Regions from separate parts of the Ovis aries genome. Here region 2 is linked to region 1. The links are chromatin contacts, called in public Hi-C maps. All regions are on one chromosome and are shown on one strand. The core of a region is the stretch at or near the end of the contact, and the rest is flanking DNA. Distances in the headings are between cores, read along the strand shown. Region 1 holds the start of WWTR1 (WW domain containing transcription regulator 1). Region 2 overlaps WWTR1 (WW domain containing transcription regulator 1).

Region 1 (5,509 bases), core at 1,866-4,365:
TATTTGTTCTTACTTCCACAATCTGGGCTGCACTGGGCTCTGTGGTTCTGTTGGTCCTGATGCTGATCACTGACTTGTTTGCAGTCGCCTGGTGGGTGGCTGGGTGCTGGACGGCTGGACTTCTCTCTCTCCCCCATCTCAGGGTCTTTTCCTCTCCACCTGGTTTCTCCCACAGAATAGTTGCGCTTCTTCCCCATTGGCTCAGATCTCCCCAAAGTACAAAAGCAGAAACTTTCACACCTCCTTAAGGGTTCAAAGAGGGAACTAGCGCAGCTGCAGGTCTGCACTTCCAGGCGAAGTTAAGTCACTGGCCCAGTCCAGATTTAAGTAGGAGGGACTCCATAAGGGTGTGACCAACGGAAGGGTGGTCCACTGAAGGGCAGCGGTGTCACAGACTACAACAATATTATCTCCAGTTTGTAAATGAGTAATCTGTGATTTAGGGAGGTTAAATTACTTGCCCCACATAGAGAATAGAGCTAAGCATGGGAGAACAGATAAAATTCGTACACACTTATCCCTCAGTATCAATGTGTGTGGAGGGGGTTGGTTCCAGAAAGAACGCCCTCTCAAACCCAAATCCAAGGATGCTCAAGTCCTTTATATAAAAATGGTACAGTATTTAAATATAACCTACACATATTCTCTGACATACTTTAAATCATCTCCACGTTTCTTATAATATCTAATACAATTAAATGCTATGTAAATAGTTGTCAGTGTGGTGTAAATTCAAGTTTTGCTCTTTGGAACTCTGGATTTTTTTTTTTTTAAATCCACCGCAGATGTGGAATCCAAGGGATATAAAAGGGCCGACTAAAATTTGTTTTAATCTAAACTCTTGTGAGGTGGGTACTGTTATTGTCCCTAATTTAGAATGAGGAAAACTCAGGAGTAGAGAGTTGAACTACTTTGCCTCAGGTATTTTCCTCTGGAGATTCATTATACACTTGTCTGCTGTCTCTTACAGGGCACTACCTGATACATATAAGGTGACTGTAAATGTTATTTAATCTGAAACTATTGTTTGAAGCACTGAAGCAAATCTCTTCAGCCATCCACTATCATATAGACTGGGAACTGGGAGTTTTCCCTTTGAGCTCTCACATGATCAGAGCCTTTTCCATTTCAGGCATCTACTTTGTCCTCCATTATCTAGGGCTTGAAGTTTGGCAAGGAGTGACAGCATCCTTGCCCACCCAACCTCAGCCTTGATTCTCCCTGGCTGATTAACCTCATGGCTCCCTCAGTAATTTCCTCTTTTCTAGCAACCAGGTATTTCTTACAAAGCAAGACCTTCCTTCCTGGGTGAGGACCTTCCTGCAATAGGGCTGGCCCCAAAGTTCCATCCTTTCATTGTCAAGAGGCTTCTCAATTAGTAACACTTTGGTCCCATTCACTTCCTGTAGTTCCAAAGCTAATTCTATTGTTGCAACTGTGGTGGCTTTTGAGAATAGCTTGCAAAGATGCTACTTCCCATGGAGTGACCTGCAGCAGCTTCCCCTTCCCTCTGTTGGTCCTATGGGCAGAGGACTTGCTGATGGAAAACAGTCTCCTGGAGGAGCCATGCTCTGCTTACCTTGGATAGTGATCTCTCAGGCAGCCTTGATTTTTCCCAGTCTGTGAGGAGCACACCCTCAGATATAGATAATGAAGAAGGGGGCTCACATAGGTGGCTTCTGCTCTATTTTGGGCAATGACAGGGAGCAGCCATTCAGGGAATGTGCTCTGAATACTCCTACCCTTTCCATGGCAAAACTACAGGATGGCCTTGTCTTTCCCATACATTTTTCTCCTTCACAGCAACTCCAGATTTTAATTTTGATCTACTCTTATAAAAATGTGGAGGCACAATACTTGCACTTTCATTTAACAAAAAGGCATGTAGGCAGGTATGTCTGCAAAGTGCTTTACATATATTGTCTCATGTGACTTATTTCATAAGCTTATGTTTGAATCCAGTAGGGTGGGGCGGGGTAGGGGTTTTCTGAAGCCGGATTTATCTCGAAGCCACTCTCCCCTTCCCCTCGACGGGAGGGGACAAGGAACAGAAGGAACTGAGCTGCTTCGGAGGGCCAGGCCGCCTCCTACTTCCCGCAGCTGTCTTGCCAGGCCAGACCTAGAAGTAGGGGGTCTCCAGCCCACGCCCAGATCCAGTCGGTGGGAGGGTGGGTGGTTTTTTCCGGGTCACTGGCGCACCCTCTCTACTCCCTGCCACCTGTTCCGGTTCTATCCAGGCTCCAGGCTCTCTGGAGGGCGTCAGGGACATTCCAATCCTCCCACGACCCGCAAGGATGTCGCGAGAGAGGGGGGCCCCTTGCTGTCCTTTTCCAGCACCGAAGATTTGCCCAGGTTTCTTCTCAACCCCTGGTGACCCGAGTTACCCTGGAGAGGAGAGAAGAACTGATAAATGGTTTCAAGGTTGGTTTGTTTACAGTGAACTAGTTGGCGAAGTCGCATCCCTAGCGACAGAGGCACTTTCTGGGCACTGTCTGCGCACGAGCAGACAATTGAAAGCCAAACAGCCGAGATGCCTCCTCGCCAGACCAAATATGGTCACATGCAGCCTCCCGTGGAAAGGCTGGCCTCGCTGGTGTCTCCTCGCGTCGGAGCGTACCCGGGCCCGCCCTTAGGCAGAATCACTGATCAATGCCGCGCTCCTGGCTCCCGGCCTCGGTACCCGGCACGAAGAGAAGGCGCGGCACCCAGGACCCGCCCTTCCTCTGTTTGGGTCCCTCACTCGCGTGTCTTCCGCCGCCCCCAGCCTGGTTTCGGTCCACAAGTCCTTGATTAAACAGGCTCGGGCCACTTTCCCTTTGATCCCGCCCCAAGTCCGTGGTAAACTCAAAGGAATGCAGATCCAGGGTTCCGCGAGAGAGGTCAGCCAGTCCAGGAGGAGTGGGCGGGGGGCACCCATCTCCTCTTACCCTGCAGAGTACCCAGCACGCCCAGGGTTTTCTGGTGCCAGGGTGGAAGGAGGAGGAGGAGGAAGGGGAGGGACGAGAGAGGGTAGGCTGGCTCCGGACTTGGAGGTCATGCATAATTCAACAGCTTAACTTTCGGGCCCGCCTCTTTCCTGGGAGTGGGAGTTTGCTCCAAACTTTGTTTATGGGACAGTCCGGGATCCGCGGCGGCCGCGCTGTCTGCTTCTCCGCTTCTCCGCGGAGCGCGAGCGCCTGAGGCCAGTTCGGGGGATGTGAGAGCCGAAGCCTCTCGGCTGCCAGACACCGAGTAGGGTCGGGATTTGCCAGCCGGGCCCCAGCTCCAGCCCTGCAAGCTCGGGACGCAGCCGAGCGACCCAGGCCCAACAGCGAGTTCGGGCGGGACGGCGGCCACCGCACGCCCAGACTCGGATTCGCTGCGCGTCCAGGTAGTGCCCGCTGGCGCGCGCCCGTTCACCCCGCACCACGCCGGGGCGCCCGGCTCCTCGGGCTTCCCGAGTGGAGACGTCTTGGAGTTGGCTCGGGTTGAGACTTTGAGGGCGCTGCCTGCTCTGGAAAATTTCGACCTGTCCTTAGACACCAGCAGTTTCATTAGCGTCTCCAGTGCAGTTAACTCCCAGCAGACACCCCCTCCCCCTTTCCTGGTAACTTCTTGGCTTCAAGAAAGTTGCATAATTCTGGAGGCCAGGAGGGACCCCTCCCCCACCCCGCTAGTCTCAAGTTCTGGGTGTCTGGGATCCCGAGGCGGACACCTATCTGTCTCTTCTCTCTGTTCTCCTCTTCAATTATCAGACCTTCAATAAGAAGCTAATCTGACCTCCTTTCTCCTAGCAGAAGATGAATCCGGCTTCGGCGCCCCCTCCGCTCCCGCCACCCGGGCAGCAAGTGATCCACGTCACTCAAGACCTAGACACGGACCTCGAAGCTCTCTTCAACTCGGTGATGAACCCCAAGCCCAGCTCGTGGCGGAAGAAGATCCTGCCCGAATCGTTCTTCAAGGAGCCTGACTCCGGCTCGCACTCGCGCCAGTCGAGCACCGACTCGTCCGGCGGCCACCCCGGGCCCCGACTGGCCGGCGGCGCCCAGCACGTCCGCTCGCACTCGTCGCCCGCGTCCCTGCAGCTGGGCACGGGCGCGGGCGCTGCGGTCAGCCCCGCGCAGCAGCACGCGCATCTCCGTCAGCAGTCCTACGACGTGACCGACGAGCTACCGCTGCCCCCGGGCTGGGAGATGACCTTTACGGCCACTGGTCAGAGGTACTTCCTCAAGTAAGTCAGCCTGGAGCAAGGGGGGCACACAGAGTCACAATACCCAGGCCGCGCGCGCTTGTTCTTGTGCGTGTTCGTGACGGTGCGTGCGTACGTGCGTGTGTGTGCCTGCGTGATAATGTGTGTCGTTGAACGGCTTTTTTTCCAGAAATCTGGGAGACTGGAAGTGGGAGTTAGTTTTAGGGTGTTGGAATTGTAAGGGATCAGAAGCTGGGTCTGGTAGAGTTCATCCAGGATCCGGGAAGTTGCGAGATTTTCAGGACATGAAAATTCTTCGAGGTAGAAGAAAAAAGCACTTGGGCAGAATTCTCGTGAAACACATAGATGCGTTGAGTCTGGAGTACTGATACTGGAGTACTTTGACTTCTGGACCCAAACGCTACTCCCTTTCCGGCCCACTCCAAGTCAGGTAACTCCTAGCCTGGTGCACTGCGATGTGACATCAAGATAGTTCTAGAACAGAACTGAGGCTTGGGGAGGAGAGAGGAACTTTTGTTACTGTAGGTGGTCTGCTGTCTCTCCATTGGAAAAGGGAACACTGACTTAGGCCTTACAGCTCCCCGTTCGGTGACGTAATAACCATACAGCACCCCCCAGTGATGTAATTAGGAACTGCGTGGTGAAGTAGCCGTGGGCTGGACAAATCAATCGTGTGGAAATTGGGTCAGGAGTTCTATTGTGTTGCACTCGGTAACCTAGAATATCATCGATTGGGAGCTGCTTTGTCGTATTTCCCGACAGGTTGTTCTGACTTTTCCATGTAGTGAATTTTACATTCGAGTGGAATTAGACTCCACAGGCATAAAGAAGGTTGCTTCAATTGTGGTACCCTAAAATAATTATATTCTGGAGGAGAAGCCAAGCTAGAACTTGAAACATAACCAGTGAGGTCATGGGGGGTCAGGCCATCAGTGGCCTGGATAGAAGTCCTGCCAACTGGAGCACTTGGTTCAGGATTGCCTGCACTGGCTGACTGTTGACTGCCGTGGTGGAAAACTCCTCTTCTGAGAACTTGCCTTAGACTTTATTTTAAAGCCTACATATATATATATATATATATATATATATATATATATATGTATGTATAAAATAGAGTAGCCTTAGTTTAGAAGTTATGTGCAATTTTAATAAGATAATATTTGATACTTTGATTGCTATGAGAGGACCTGATAACAAATACAGTGATGGATGAAGGCTTATAATAGCCAACCATTTGACTCATACTGGTAGCCAGTTATTTCTTCTCCATCCCAAAGCTGTTGACATCTTGTGCAAGAAGGAGTTCTTTGTTGCTGGTGG
Region 2 (5,509 bases), core at 2,005-4,504, 130 kb after region 1:
GGAACTCTCTTGCTTTTTCCAGGATCCAGCGGATGTTGGCAATTTGATCTCTGGTTCCTCTGCCTTTCCTAAAACCAGCTTGAACATCTGGAAGTTCGCCGTCATGTAGTGTGACCATGACTATATGTAAATAAAAATAGTAATGAAGTAAAATTATTGCACAGAAAAGACAGGTAGAAAATATTTAAAATAATCAAAACCAAAAAGGAACATAATCGTCATCTGTTATTTTACCTCAAGAGAGCTGTGACGATGTTGGTGATTTCTTTCCAGTCTTTGTATGTATCTTTTTAAAATATATATGTATTTAGTTTAAAACAAAACTGGTAGTATATTATACTACTGTGTGTTACCTCTTTTCTTAATGTATTTTGAGAAGTAATCTATTTATTCTGTATCAGCCATGGAAGTGGTGCTTTGAGTTTGGACCTATCTATTTTAGATTGCCTGGAATCCTTTCTACAGCAAGGCTGGACATAAATTTTAAAAAACCATGAACCACACATGCCCACAAGACTATAGACTATTCTGCTGTTACAGCTTAAAAACCAACACAATATTTGCTCAGTATCATAAAGGGCATGTTTACAGCTTTACCCAGTGAAATGGAAAATTTGAGTAACTGGTCAGAAATTGAGAAACAAGCTTCTCAGTCCCTATTTGTCCCTCTGAAAGAACAATTCCTTGAGATGAAAACAGACTCTTGGCTTTATCTGAGTAGAGTATTCCATTGTTTTATTCATTCAGATATGAAGCTTGGGGTCTTTCTGGCTCAAAGACGATTTCTGACTGGAGGACTTCCTGTCAGCCCCCAGGGCCTGGAAGAATCTTAAGTAGAGAAGCCTTAGCTCCCTCTGTGTTGTTGAGAAACCGTTATTATTCTCAGGCAGACTCAGCACTGCTTTCACCCCCATCCTTCACTTAATTGGGGCTCAGTGGACAGGAGAAAGCAGCTTGTCAGACAAAAATGCTGACTCAGCTTGGCCTCTGATTGCCAGGACAACGGGGACCAGGAGAGAGGGCTTGGGCGGGAGGCCTCGGAATTCTTTGGCAGGTCTCACAGATTTCTGTGGGGCTTGACAGCCACTATTGGGTCTGGCGGGCCAGCTGGCCGGCCTCTTTCAGCCATTCCTGACTGAGGGCCCTGGGGAGAGACACACCCGGCTGTGAGCAAGGCTGGTCCAGGGAAGGCTCCGAGGTCTGTTGTTTGTCATGTGAAGAACAACTATTTAGAGAGGTTAAAAAGTGTCATATCATAGCATAAATAGTGGCAGCTTCATGGAGTCATGCCTTCAGCACATGGGGCTATGATTCCTTTTAGAAAAGCATTTCAGGGAACTAGGTTTCGGGGTTGACCAGGAACATCAGTGGTCATGTTGTCCACCCATGGATCCCACTAGAGTAGCCTGGCTGTGTACATTCATTAATTCACTCCTTTGTTCAACATGTTCTAGGCCCTGAATGCACAGCAGTGAACTAATAGGCTTGTTCTTTACCTTCACAGAGTTTCCATTCTAACTGCTGTCAGTGTTCTATTTGCCTACAGGTCCTGGAAATAATTCGTTTTCTAAAAAAATTACCAATTCCTAAAATCAAACACATTTAAAATTTTTATTTATTTTTAAATGTTTATTTTTATACAATTAAAAACTTTATTGAAATATAGTTGATTTACAGTGCTGTGTTTGTTTTAGGTGTACAGCAAAGTGTTTCAGTAACATATATGTGTGTGTGTATGTATATCATCTCTGTGATATAGGGAATGTTTGCCTAGGGCCATACATGCTGTATGGCTGAAATCCTGGGAAAGCTTTATCAGAATTTGAGAGTGATGGAAAAAGCCAAAAATGGAAAATACTGAGCTTTCTTAATCATTAGTTAAATTGGTCAACCAATTTGAATTGGCATGAGAAAGCATTTCGACCCCTGGGTGGGGAAGTTCCCCTGGAGGAGGGCATAACAACCCACTTCAGTATTCTTGCCTGGGGAATCCCATGGACAGAGGAGTCTGGAAGGCTACAGTTGATGGGGTCGCAAAGAGTCGGACACAACTGAAGCGACTGAGCACGCATATATTCTTTTTTCAGATTATTTTCCATTATAGGTTCTTGAAATTTTTTAGATAATTTTTAAACTTTCCTTTTCATTTCGTTACATGGCATTGGCCATATTGTCCATGTTGTACAGTACATCCTTTTAGCTTATCTTATACCCAATAGTGTGTATCTCCCTCTCTCCCACCCATGTATTATCCCCAACTCCCGCACTGGTAACCACTGGTTTGTTCTCTATATCTGTTATATTTGCTAGTTTCTTGTAATTTTTAATTCCACATATAAATGCTATTGCACATTGTCTTTCTCTGTCTGAATTTATTTCACTTGGCATAGTGCCCTCCGAGTCCACCCGGGTTGCTGCAGATGGCAAAATTTTGTTTTTTTAAGGCTGAGTAGTACAAACACATTTTTTAAAATGGAGGTTCACCAAGTTTGAACAAAGGAAAAGCAGCTTCATATTTCTGATCTTATCTCTGAGGTGTAAAGAAATACTCCATCTTGAAATCCATTCAGCTATTTTTTTAAGTGAAAAGGAGAATATCTAAGTTATAATGTTTCCCTTAATGTGATTCTAAAGGATAACAGAGATTATGGAACAACACAAAACTGTTATATACATCTTGAATTAAAGAGCATCAAGAAGGCCGTGGTTAATAATTAGGGACTCAACAAATGTCTTTCCCAAAGTGTCAGAATTTTGAATAGTCTTTCCTAGTGACAGCTTGGGTCTGGCAGCTGAGCCTGTGTGATGAGGTATTTCCAAAGAGAGGCTCCAGGAAATGTGACAATGAAGTTCTAGAATCCCTTGGCACAGAGTTACAAAGAAATTTACATGGGCATGGGTTTTTTTTTCCCCCCTATAAAGAAGGTCAATAATTTGGCATTCTGCCCCTGAAGTCCCTCAGGGTTTTGGCAGCGAGAGCAACTTCTCTGCACCAGAATAATTTTTTTAATGTTAGGATTTCAAAATATTGTCTTTCTTTTCTTTTTTTGTTTCTACTCACTCCACCCCTTATAATTAAAACAATCCAGTCTTCCATTTTTGTAGTATCCCTGGCCACACACACTTAAATCAAACAGATCACCCTCAGAAGAAGTTATTGTCTTCCTTTGTCTTTGAAGTACATTCCAGCGAGGGCCAGAGCTGGCTGGCTGGGGAGAGACACTCCCTTCACCCAGGACGGACAGGGCTACAGGGTGCTTTCAACTGCTGTTTACCCTCTTACCTCCTCTGTTGATTTATTCCACGGGCAGGCGGCAGGCCAGTGGGGAGTTGGAGGGAGAGGAGGATTGAAGTTCTCTTCCAGGGACATCTTCCTCTTATGAATCAGCATTTGTCTTTCACCCACTAACCCCTCCAGCTATTTTAAACACCATCCCAATCCCCAGCCTCTCGGAGAGGGCACTTTTAAACCCACATATATATAATTATTCGCTTCAGGAAGCTAGATGGAAGACCACAAACTCTGAAGGAGATTCTCAGGCCTTTATTTTGTACCAGTCTTTACACCCCCAGCTTGCTGCTGCTGCTGCTAAGTCTCTTCAGTTGTATCTGACTCTGTGCGACCCCATAGACGGCAGCCCACCAGGCTCCCCCGGCCTTGGGATTCTCCAGGCAAGAACCCTGGAGTGAGTTGCCATTTCCTTCTCCAATGCATGAAAGTGAAAAGTGAAAGTGAAGTCGCTCAGTCGTGTCTGACTCTTAGCGACCCCATGGACTGCAGCCTACCAGGCTCCCCCGTCCATGGGATTTTCCAGGCAAGAGTACTGGAGTAGGGTGCCATTGCCTTCTCCATCCCTAGCTTGGATGTAGAGAAAAAAAAAAAAAGCTGTTGTGGAGGAGGGTAGGGTGGGGTTACCAGGGGCAGCTTTCCAGATCTTTCTGAAAACAGGCCTTTAACATCTTAACTTGTAACTCTGCTGACTGTGCTTGTGAATTCCCGGGACACTAGCTCCACCCATATACATTGAAACAGATCCGAGAGGCCAGTTAGATCTCTTTTCCAATTCAGAGAGAGAAAGTGTGTTCAGGAAGTGAAACAGGACCCTTTGTTAAATCCTCTAAACTGCCTGAAGGAGGGGCTTCCCTGGTAGCTCAGCTGGTAAAGAATCTGCCTGCAATGCAGGAGACCCAGGTTCGATTCCTGGGTTCAGAAAATACTTCAGATAAGGGATAGGCTATCCACTCCAGTATTCTTGGACTCCTCTGGTGGCTCAGACCTTAAAAAATCTGCCCGCAATGCGGGAGACCTGGGTTGGGAAGATCCCCTGGAGGAGGGCATGACAACCCACTGCAGTATTCTTGCCTGGAGAATATCCATGGACAGAGGATCCTGGCAGGCTATAGTCCATGGGGTTGCAGAGATACAACTGGACAACTAAGCACACAAACACAACCTGAAGAAGGCAGCGACTGGTATTTCCATGTTCTAACTGTGAAAGCAGGCTCAGAGAAATGAGATAATGCGCCCAAGTCCCGCAGCTAGTAGGTGAAAGGGCTGACAGTTTGAGGTCTTGAGGTCTGCCAACCTCAGTCCTTGGCTTTCCTCTCTCTGTCGCTGACTGTGTAGTGGCTGTGAGAACGGACTCTGGGGGCAGATCCTGGGAAAGTTGCTTAGCCTGTCTGCGCCTCAGTGTCCTCATCTATAAAATGGAGAGAGCTGGGCTGTCGAGGATGAAATGAAATAGTATGTTAATACACTTAGGACAGTGCTTTACAAGTTGTAAGTGATATGCAAGTATTAGCTAATATCTTTGTATCCTAAAACATTTAGCACCATCAGTAGCTCATTTTATTAGCTGCCTCCCTGTGCCAGGTTCTTGATAAATATGCTTTTTAATCTTTATAACCAGCCAGCAGGATAAATCTTAAAAGTCATTTTTTTTCCAGATTAACAAACTGAAAAAAAAGTGTAGCTACTCTAAGGAGTAGCTGAGCTAGAATTTAAGCTTTCATCATTTTGATTCCAAGAACACTTTTTTTTTTTTCCTATGCCAAGCCCAGGTCATGTCCAGTAGCATTTACGCCTCAACAAGTATTTGAAAATTCCAGTGGCCAGTAGCCCAGAGAATTGAGAAGCAGCCAGTCCTACCAATGAATGGACTACATCAGATGTGCCTCCAATCTGGGATAGAGGGAATCTTCCTTCTTCCATGTGACAGTCCATTAATAGTTTGAGAGCCACAGTTGCCACTCAGCATCTCTTTTAAACAGTCCCCTTGCTTCTTCATGGGACTTTCTTGGTGGCTCAGATGGTGAAGAATCTGCCTGCAGTGCAGGACATGCAGGTTTGATCCCTGGCTCAGGAAGGTCCCCTGGAGGAGGAACCCACTCCAGTATTCTTGCCTGGGAAATCCCATGGACAGAGAGGAGCCTGGTGGGCTATACAGTCTGTGGGGTTACAAAGAGTCGGACATGACTGAGCAACTTCACTTTCACTTGCTTCTTCATA

The links. A called contact is a pair of places that touch in the nucleus more often than the background predicts.
Region 2: a contact with region 1 is called in a Hi-C map of tail adipose tissue, with 2.4 times the contacts expected there. The contact joins the enhancer-like site here to the promoter of WWTR1 in region 1. A contact is called at or near these places in 3 of 16 Hi-C or Micro-C datasets (muscle, retroperitoneal adipose tissue and tail adipose tissue).

The regions. Positions count from the first base shown.
Region 1 is chr1:239,212,781-239,218,289 of ARS-UI_Ramb_v3.0, forward strand. It overlaps WWTR1 (WW domain containing transcription regulator 1), which reads left to right and starts at 3,116. Exons shown (of 7, transcript XM_027959404.3): 1 at 3,116-3,370; 2 at 3,774-4,210. The coding sequence starts at 3,780.
Region 2 is chr1:239,338,522-239,344,030 of ARS-UI_Ramb_v3.0, forward strand. All of the region lies in intron 4 of WWTR1 (WW domain containing transcription regulator 1), which reads left to right. Among named protein-coding and RNA genes, the nearest start is that of TM4SF4, 72 kb to the right of the region's middle. Within about 2 kb of position 3,255, at least 13 of the 54 cell types and tissues checked have an H3K27ac peak or open chromatin away from gene starts, as enhancers often do. A contact at or near this core is called in tail adipose tissue, where this site is marked.